Linked DNA regions of Zea mays: region 2 is linked to region 1. Evidence: chromatin contacts called from public Hi-C data. All regions are on one chromosome and are shown on one strand. Each heading gives the region's core, a stretch centred on a gene start, on an enhancer-like site or on the middle of the called end of the contact. The rest is flanking DNA. Distances are from core to core; before and after follow the strand shown.

What was found. Hi-C and Micro-C count contacts between places; a contact is called where the count stands out from the background.
Region 2: a Hi-C map of leaf shows a contact between it and region 1, with 7 times the contacts expected there. The contact joins the enhancer-like site here to the promoter of LOC100280198 in region 1. A contact is called at or near these places in 2 of 25 Hi-C or Micro-C datasets (ear and leaf).

Annotation. Positions count from the first base shown.
Region 1 is chr2:142,085,861-142,090,850 of Zm-B73-REFERENCE-NAM-5.0, forward strand. It overlaps LOC100280198 (Alba DNA/RNA-binding protein), which reads right to left and starts at 2,071. Exons shown (of 10, transcript NM_001153130.1): 1 at 1,989-2,071.
Region 2 is chr2:142,729,945-142,734,934 of Zm-B73-REFERENCE-NAM-5.0, forward strand. No RefSeq gene overlaps it. Among protein-coding and RNA genes, the nearest start is that of LOC103647030, 270 kb to the right of the region's middle. Within about 2 kb of position 2,932, at least 20 of the 20 cell types and tissues checked have an H3K27ac peak or open chromatin away from gene starts, as enhancers often do. A contact at or near this core is called in ear and leaf, where this site is marked.

The DNA of each region.
Region 1 (4,990 bases), core at 821-3,320:
TTATTGCAACCCCTGCCTGTGCCTCAAGGTGTGTGGGAAGATGTGACTATGGATTTCATAGAAGGCTTGCCTAAATCAGAAGGTTTTGATACAATTTGGTGGTGGTTGACAGATTTTCGAAATATAGTCATTTCTTAACATTGAAACATTCTTTTACTGATAGGGGTGTTGCTCAAGTATTTCTGGATAATGTGGTTAAGTTGCATGGGGTGCCCAAGTCTCTAGTATCTGACAGGGACAAGGTGTTTACTAGCAGTTTTTGGAAGAATCTGTTTCAGCCCATGGAGGTCAAGTTGTTGTTGTCTACAGCTTATCATCCCCAGACTGATGGACAAAGTGAACGTGTGAACCAATGTCTGGAAATGTATCTCGGGTGTGCTGTGAACTCTCAGCCCAGCAAGTGGAAGAGTTGGTTGGCTCTGGCAGAGTACTGGTATAACACTACTTATCATGGTGTATTGGGGTGTACACCATTCAGAGTGTTATATGGATATGATGCCCCTATGCTGGCACTTCCAAGGCTCATTGCCATTGAGGATCAGGATGTCACTGATTGGGTCACAGAAAGAAATACTTTTTCTGTAATGCTGAAGGAACAGTTGGCTCGGGCATAGTTGTGTATGAAGCAATACGCTAACAAAGGCAGAACTCCTAGGGAGTTTCAAGTGGGTGGTTTTGTTTTGCTAAAACTGCAACCATATGCACAGAAGACAGTGGTGAATCGGCCTTGTCCCAAGTTGGCATTCAAATTCTTTGGGCCTTTCAAGGTTGCAGCTAAAATTGGGGCAGTTGCAAATAAATTGGAGTTACCTGCTGATGCTCAAGTCATCCGGTGTTTCACGTGTCTCAGTTGAAGCCGCTTCATCCATGCTATTCTCCGGTTTTCACTGAACTACCTAAGCTAGTTGACATGTCTCAAGAGGGCATTGAACCTGAACAGATACTGAATCGGCGGATGGTGCGTAAAGGCAATCATGCTATTGTCCAGGTGCTGGTGGAATGGACGGGACTGCCATCTGAAGCTGCTATTTGGGAGGACTATGCAGTGGTGAAGGCAAGACCGCAAGGTTTCCAGCAGCAAACACTTGGGGACAAGCGTCTTTTGGCCCCGGGGGAGATGTGATTATGTGATGGCCCAAGATGATGCCTAGAGCGAGTATGGAGGATCCTCGTAGCAGGTATGAGGTATTAGTCTGTAATCTGTGATGTTCTAAGTGATTGAGCCTGTAATAGTTGCTTGGGCTATTATAAGGCCGTATTGTCGCCATACTGGGCTGTAATAAGTGGATTAGCCAGAGTATTAGCCGGTTTAGCAGGTGAGGTTGAGCATCTATAAATACTGTAATGAGTTGTTCAGAGGGAGATATGAAATGAATAGGAAAACAGACTCCTGAACAAACTTATCTGTGTCTCGTCGGCGATCCCTGGAGAGTCTCACGTCTCGGCGAATCGCCGCCCAGGCCAAGGGTCATCACAGTATCAAACGGTGCAGTGACTGACGGTGTAAAACAGAGTGAAATGAACCTCGACCCTGACAAATTTCCAATTGTATCCTACCCCTCACGCCACCCCACCCAAAAAAATGGGCAGGTAATAAATCACAGTTGTAAACACACGATTTGAATAACACGAAATCGAACTCTGCCGCGACGCGCCCATCACAGCAGAGCCAGAAACGCTGCCGGCCGCGGCCCCTAAAGCCCCCCCAAATCCCTTCGGGAAAAGGGGTAGAAAACCGCATCGCCCTGAGCCCCAACCGCGCCTGTGACAACGACGCCGCGAATGGGACTGGAGGCGACGACCACCCGTGTCCCCACGCCGCGCCCAACAGCCCGGTCAACCCCGCGCCTCCCCCGACCTCAGAGCCTCCACCCAGCGAGAGGACCGCCGCCGCGCCGGCCGGCCCCCGAATCCATGAAGCCGCGTAGAATCGAGACGGAGCGGAGGAGGAAGGGAGGGAGGGTAGGGGATGGAGAAAAGAATCTCACCTCGCGTGCTCCGCCCTCGGCCGCTGCAGCTGCCGCTCCCCGGTTCCTCTTCTGACTGGCTGGTTGGCTTGGCTGGCTCTGCGCGGAGGGGGAGGGCGTGGAGCGGTTTCAGCTTTCAGGGTCAGAGCTTGCTGCTGCGTGCGCCCGCGTCGTCCTCGTCCTCGCACACTGGGCCTGGCCGCGTGGCGTGCTGGCGTGGCGAGGTTATCCTCCAGGCCCTGCCCCCTGGACCCGGTTTCTCGTGCGGCTGCTCGGAGAGCCGTCCGTTGCGCTGGATCTCGGGGTCGTTCGTAGACCGAGTGCGGCGAGCGGTTAGGATAAGGGCGCCTGGGCTTGGAGCCTAGGAGATAAGGAGGGGGCTGTACTTCGCTAGCATGTGGGGACCTGGCCCTGTTAACTATACCTGGCGAGTAGCCACTAGCCACCGGCGTGTGTAGGCTGCTTACCTACACCGGCCCCTAGTTTTGTTTTTTTAGAGCCATTCATGGTGCTAGTGCAATATTACCACGTCAATAAAAGTAAGATAAAACAAAAAATAAATTATGTTTTTTCAATAAAGTGGTTCGTGACTTAAATATTGTATTTAAATAACCAATAATAATAGATAAAATAGATAGAGATGAAATAAATTGTTCTTAATAGTGGTTTCGCATGCTTTCCAATACCTTAAAAACGAGCTCCGGAGTTTCATGACGAAACTATTTTCACCTTTTTTTAATAAATATAGTGTCATGTCATCAAATCCTATGTGGCATACTAATTAATGTATGAAACTGCCATTGAGAATGGCCTAAGTATTGCAAAAGTTTTTAATAAAAAATAGAAAAACACCTAGTTGGCAGGGTGGTCTACTCATTTTAGGTAGGGGTGGATATCGAGTCACCTCGGCTCGGCTTGGCTCGGCTCGACTGAGCTCGAGTTGGCTCGGCTCGACTCGTTAAGTTAACGAATAGGATAACCAGCTCGGCTCGACGCGTTTGCGAGCTCGAGCTGGCTCGTTTAGCTCGCGAGCCACAATAAAAAATTATATATATATATATATAACAATATAATCAATTGCTAGTTTATTTCATATTAATTTAACACTAGAAAAGACTAATAATACTCGTAATTTCATATATCACATCATTTAAACCTTAAATTAACATAGTATAGGCTTTTGTTTTGCTGATAAATGCTAACTCATTCGAGCTAACGAGCTGGCTCGTTAACGAACCGAGCTAAGATGTTAGCTCAGCTCGTGACAAAATTAAAACGAGTCGAGTCGAGTCGACTCAAATTGAGTACAAGTCGAGCGAGCTCACGAGCCACAAGTATTTTGTCCAGCCCTAATTTTAGGTAACTTTGGTATAGTTTAGTTGTAGAGTTAGGTAGAACTGAGTCGCTCCGTTATAGCATATAGCATGTTTGGTTTGATTCTAGATGGAAGTGAGTCGCTACAAAAGTGAAATATTTCTCCATTATGCATCTATGGGCTCTCAAAGACGATCGAACATGTGCGCTCGTAATCTAACGCCCCTCTCCTTGTTCTAGCATCATCTATTCCGCTTCACTCTATAACCAAGCATAGAATGAAGTCGCTTCATACTGCTTCTGTGCTTCACTTGGAACCAAACAAAAACAGAGTGGCTACGTTCAGACTACTAAACACAGAACAGAGGTGTTCTATCCATCTGGAATAGAGTCGCTCCATCCAAATAGTCTCTGGAACCAAACACTACCAATAATGACCAAATAATTAATAGTTCTAGGCTACCACTTAATTTAACTTCGTAGAAATGGTCTGACTAACAGCTCAACTACCCCCTATTAACCACTCACTAAACTATAGAAGATATCTAACTAACGACTAATGCAACTAAGAACTTTTCAACCCAAACAACATCTAGCGAACCCTAGAGCACAACTAAAAATAATACCTGACACATTGCCATGCACCACCACAACAACAACTTGGAGCACCTCCAAAGCGAGACGACAATAGCACAATAACACGACACCAGAGCTAGAAGGGAAGGTCTACATTCGAGAAACCCAACATAGAACAAGTATGACTGCATGAGAAGAGGTATGAAGAGAATGCCTCTAAGAAGGTAGTAGTGTCTGCAAACATTGTTGTACAAGCTTTCGCCATAATCTCAAGCATCTCACCTGCCACGACCTTCCAAAGACCCCCCTGATACATAAAAGTAAACATATCCATAAGGAAGACGCCAGTGACAAAATGTAGGTGTCCTGTCATCATTGGATGTCACCATGGGCATCCATATTATATGCGTAGCCATAGAAACAATTCCCCACCACCAGGGAGATAGGACATGGGTGTAAGGAAAATGTACCCTGACCCATTTGACTAGGTAATTTTGGTGTTTGATGATCAACATAACTATGTGGACTAATGGTTTTGCAAATGTTTGTGTTTTGTAGTTTACAGGATGCAAAGTGGCTTGGACTGAGGCACTAAGGAAGCAACACCTCAAAAGAAGACAATAGAAGACTTATGGAAGACCTACAAGTATCAAGCAAAGTCTAAAACACAAACCAAAAACCAATCCCAAGTGAAAAGGCTTGAAGAAAATGAAGTGGGCTATTTCAAAGTGCAATGGACCAGTCTGGTGGTGCACTAGACCAGTTTGCTAGAGAGTAAATTTTTGGGCACTCGACAGCTGGTGCATCGAACCTCGAGTGTGTTGCACCGGACCGCCTGCCAACGGTCGGCAACGACTAGTTTCCAACGGTCATCTATTAGGCTGGTGGTGCACCGAACCTCGAGGATCGTAGAAGATTTGTCAGACCGACCAACAGCTAGCTGACGTGGAGGCACAAACCATGGTCCAGTGGTGCACCGGACTGGTTCAGTGCCATGTAGAAAAGTCTGCTTTCCTCCAACATCTACTTTGGGGTTGGGGCTCTATATAACCCCCCCCCCAAACCGACTATTTTGAAGGTGTGGGAGCCCAAGCAACATACCAATTGAAGTGAGACACATCTCCATTGCTCCA
Region 2 (4,990 bases), core at 1,682-4,181, 640 kb after region 1:
GAATTACCCCACTCATGATCTGGAGTTAGCAGTAGTGGTTCATGCACTGAAGACCTGGAGACATTATTTATATGGGCAGAAGTGTGATATCTACACGGATCACAAGAGCCTCAAGTACATATTTACTCAGTCAGAGCTAAACATGAGGCAGCGAAGATGGCTAGAGTTGATCAAGGATTATGAGTTGCAGATACATTATCACCCAGGCAAAGTAAACATGGTTGCAGATGCTTTGAGCAGAAAGAGTCAAGTTAATATGTTGGCCGCTCACCCGATGCCGTATGAGCTAGCAAAGGAATTTGACAGGATGAGTCTCAGATTTCTGAACAAAACTCAAGGAGTGAGAGTCGAGCTGGAACCCACCCTAGAGCAAGATATCGGGAAGGGCCGGAAAGACGATGAGAAGATCAATGAGATCCGACAGCTGATCATAGATGGGAAAGGTCCTGATTTCCGTGAAGACGCAGAAGGAATGGTATGGTTCGAGGAGAGGCTGTGTGTTCCCAACATCAAATCGATCCGAGAACTGATTCTCAAGGAAGCTCATGAGACAGCATATTCTATACACCCTGGTAGTGAGAAGATGTACCAAGACCTAAAGAAAAGATTCTGGTGGTACGGTATGATAACGGAGATAGCAGAGTATGTTGCCAGATGCGACAGTTGTTAGACGATCAAGACAGAACACCAGAGGCCCATAGGTTTATTGCAGCCGTTGCAGATTCCTCAGTGGAAATGGGATGAGATTGGGATGGATTCATAGTTGGTCTGCCCCGCACTCGTGCAGGATATGACTCCATCTGGGTAGTAGTGGACCATTTAACAAAGGCGACTCATTTCATACCAGTCAAGACCACCTATAACAACGCAGTGTTGGCAGAATTATACATGTCTCAGATTGTGTGCTTGCATGGCGTTCCAAATAAGATAGTATTACACAGAGGCACCCAGTTCACTTCTGATTTTTGGCAGCAGCTACACGAAGCTTTGGGTACACAGTTGAAGTTCAGTTCAGGTTATCACCCGCAGACAGATGGTCAGACAGAGAGAACCAACCAGATCCTTGAAGACATGTTGAGGGCTTGTGCATTGCAAGACAAGTTAGGTTGGGACAAGAGGCTACCATATGCAGAATTCTCCTACAACAACAACTACCAAGCCAGTGTAGAGCCCAAAATTTGTATCAAAGAAGAATAAGGATATAAATAAATAAATATAGTTATATGTTAATGTCTTGGGAATTTATAAAACCTTTGGAGATTAAATGAATTTCTTCTATGTGTGCATATTCAATAAGGGAATTATATTGACCAAATAACAAATAAATATAGAAATATAAATCCCATGCTGAGGTCCTTGTATTTCTGCATTTGTATTTAAATTTTATGAGACATGTTTAAGTTTAAAAATTTGAATTCGAAACTAAAAAGAGAAAAGGGAAGGGAAGAAAAGAATACATATTATAGGGCAACAATAATAAATAAATAATATTATGGCGGGAAGTAGAAGTATAACTCATGTAGACTTTTAGGGGATATTTGAGATCTAGAATTCAAAGCAAGGCTTGAAATTTGGTTTGGATATTTGAAAATTGGAAATTAGAAATTCAAATAGAAAAGGAATTTAGAAAAGAAATGGGGGGAAATTCGTGTATTTGGGTCGTAATTGTCCAGACAGCCCAAATCCACCGCGCTGCCCTGGGTGTGGGTCTCTGACCGGTGGGTCCCGCTCCTGCTCACTGGCCTCCCCTTCCCGCGTGTGGTTGTTGCGCTCACTGGCACGCGGGCCTACTGCTCAGTCTCCAGTCGCGCTCAGGAATCTATTCTCACGGACGCGTGGGCCAATGTGGCCAACCAGAACACTTCCCCATCGCTCGCGTGGCCCATCCCTTTACGCTTTCGCGCCTGCTGACATCGCGGCCCAATCACCAGCCTCCTCACCCTCACATGCGCTGGAGAACCCTGGTCGCAGTTAAATGGGACCACACTCTCAGGTCGCCTTCCCCAACTCGCCGCAGATCTTGCACGGTAACACCATGCTTGACCGATGTCTACCTGCCCCGCTTGCTTCGATCGTGGCTGTTACGCCCTCGCCTCTGGGCTATAAGACCCCAAGCCTCGCGCCGCTCACCTCCCAAACACCATGGCCGTGGATCTCGCTCTCCGGTGAACGGCGCCCACCCTTCGTCCTCCTCCCTCTGGCCCTGTGACTAGCGGACGGGCCATTGGTTCTCGCTAAGGTCGTTGGTGTCGGCGTCCTCGCGATTGATGCTCTCCAGCAGCGCACCCGAGTCCTGTCGCCGCTGCCCTTGCTTGGCCTCGTCGCATCCTCGACCCAGGCGCGCCCACCGTCGAGCTTTGGGGAGGGAATCTGTGCGCATACGCCGGTGTACGCCTGCGCCGGTTCCCAACCCTTGGAAGACCACCTGTGATGCTCCATTGCGGTGCTCGGATGGTGCTCGCGGCATCGCACTGAGTCGTCCGTGTCTTGGGAGCACGTGATTTCTCGCTATGGTTAAGTCGCCGCCTCGGTGCCGCTCTTCTCCCTGGGCCGCGTCGCACATGATCTAGTTTCTGGTAAGTTGTTACCCGCTCCATTCGCCTTGCACTGAGCAACGTGTAGCATCTGTTTGAACTAGAAATAGGGCGCCGGAGCATGTAGAAGGGGGTCCGTCCATGGGCGCCGCCGTGCCCTGTTGGGCGGGGTGGGAGAAGCGTTGGTGGCCGTTGATCCCAGACCGACTGTGGCAATCATATCTCGCATACCCTTTTGCTTGGATGAGTATTGACCGTTCGATCTAGATGTGCGTACGAGATTAGAAAACCGCGTACCGCTTTTTAGATAAAATCCGAGCCGTAGATTGTAGATCTGAGGGCTAGGTCGAGTCGTAGACATGGAACTCCCTCGACCATCAATCTCGTATCCAAGGGACCCGAGAGCGTACCGATACATTAAGTTGTATGGTTTAATCTGGGCCGTAGGATTAGATATGAGTGGTCGTGGTTGGCAGATACCCCTTCGCCGAGCCTTATTTGCAAAAGACACCCCGTAGAATTTAATAACAAACCCGCCATGCATAGTATTATAAGAACAAAACAATTGAGTCCTGTTTTTAGCAGTCGGGCCCCTGATCTCTTAGAAAATTATGTACCCAGTCCATAAATATTAGAAATACTCTGAATTAAATAAGAAAATAGGTTTTTAGTATAAAAATAAATCTAGAAACTTGATTAATTCATATTAAATTTATTTTAACTTCTTTTTAATCCATTCTAGTTGCATTAAATTCATATTAATATTGTTTATCCCCTGGTAACTTTTTTTGCTATGAAACATAAATTAAAATTATGCACATGATTTCTTTTGTACCCGACTCCAAAACCTTTGGAAAATCATATCTTTTAAACCGTAGCTTCGAATTTAGTTGTTCTCGATCCCACGATCTCATAGCATCGCATAGAATGTTATTACGCAGTTTGTTCTTATGTTTGGTGTGATGTTAATTTTTCCTATACCATGTTTGTTTGTATTGCTACGTTTAGTAGTGAGGTCACGAGTCATCTGAAGAGCAAGTTGGTAGCTGGAATCTCAAGTCCCAGGCAAGTTGTGCCCTTGATCACTTTTATTTACCCAATAATGTTCTCTATAATCATTTTATCATGCATAGGCTTAATTTTGATGGGACCCAATAGGTCACCCTAGTCTGGTTATCTTTTATCATGCATAGGCTATTGCTCTATATGGTTTTGGGATTAATATTACATTATGACCATGTTCCAATTATACTGTCGTTTTATTTATTGTTCATGACAAGATCATTATATTAATTGGAACATGGAGCTTAACTTGAGAAACACGTGCCACCACAAGGGTGGAATGGGACGCTCTTGGCTGACTAACTAGGAAAGCTAGTGGAGGACTACCTTACCCGGTAGGGGTAAGGGTAGTAGGGGAGTAGGCGTGTAGGGAGGTTCTCGGGCTGATTTTGCGGCGATGGCGGTCAGACGGGGGATTCCTGCATTGCTCTTCCTAGAAACTGTAGCGAGTTTTCTAAAGCTAGTGGAACTTTGTAAAGGCCTCGTAGTGGATCCCTAGCCATTCACCTCGGAAGTGTCTAAGGGCCTTGCAAACCCTGGTGACATGGGATACACGACTTGTGGGTACAGGGTACAAACTCCGCAGATTGTAAAACTGGTATACCAGCCATGCTCGCGGTCATGAGCAGCTCAGGACTCTCGCATGATTAAATTATGGAATTAAATTCGATTTGTCATATGCATTGCATCGTGGATGTTGTTATCAATTTTGATCTATTATTACTCCGGTTTGGTATCTACTTATACTTAGTAATTGCTAATAAAATTTTGACCAACTTTAAAAGCAATGCTCAGCTTCAACCATCCTCTTTGGTAAGCCTTACACTTCACATGAGCTCCCACCTTTGGCGAGTTCAAGCACATTATTCCCCACAACTTACTGAGCGATGAACATATGTGAGCTCACTCTTGCTATCTCACAACCCCCCATAGGTCAAGAACAGGTATCGATGAGGCGCATGGAGGATGCTGCGATGTGTTCGTGAGAGATCTAGGCCGTCGTCTCCCAGTCAACTTTGGGTTGCTGGATCGTTGTCTTCATATGATATAATTATTTATTTATTTTGTACATAACTCCTATTATATAGTAAAGGTGTGACATTCGTTTATGTACCATGATTCATCATATGTGTGAGACTTGGTCCTAGCACACATAGTGTTTATTTCGCGCCTAGTTCTTGGTGCCCCCGAAACCCGGGTGTGATAGCCAGTCTGAAGATGTCACCATTTCAAGCACTCTACAGGAGGAATTGCAGAACTCCGTTGCATTGGGACCAACCCGGCGAGAGGCAGGTGTTCGGTCTAGATATTCTGCTTGAGGCTGAAGAGAACATCTGAATGGTCCGAGAGAATCAGAAGACAATGCAGTCTAGACAACGAACACTACCGGAATC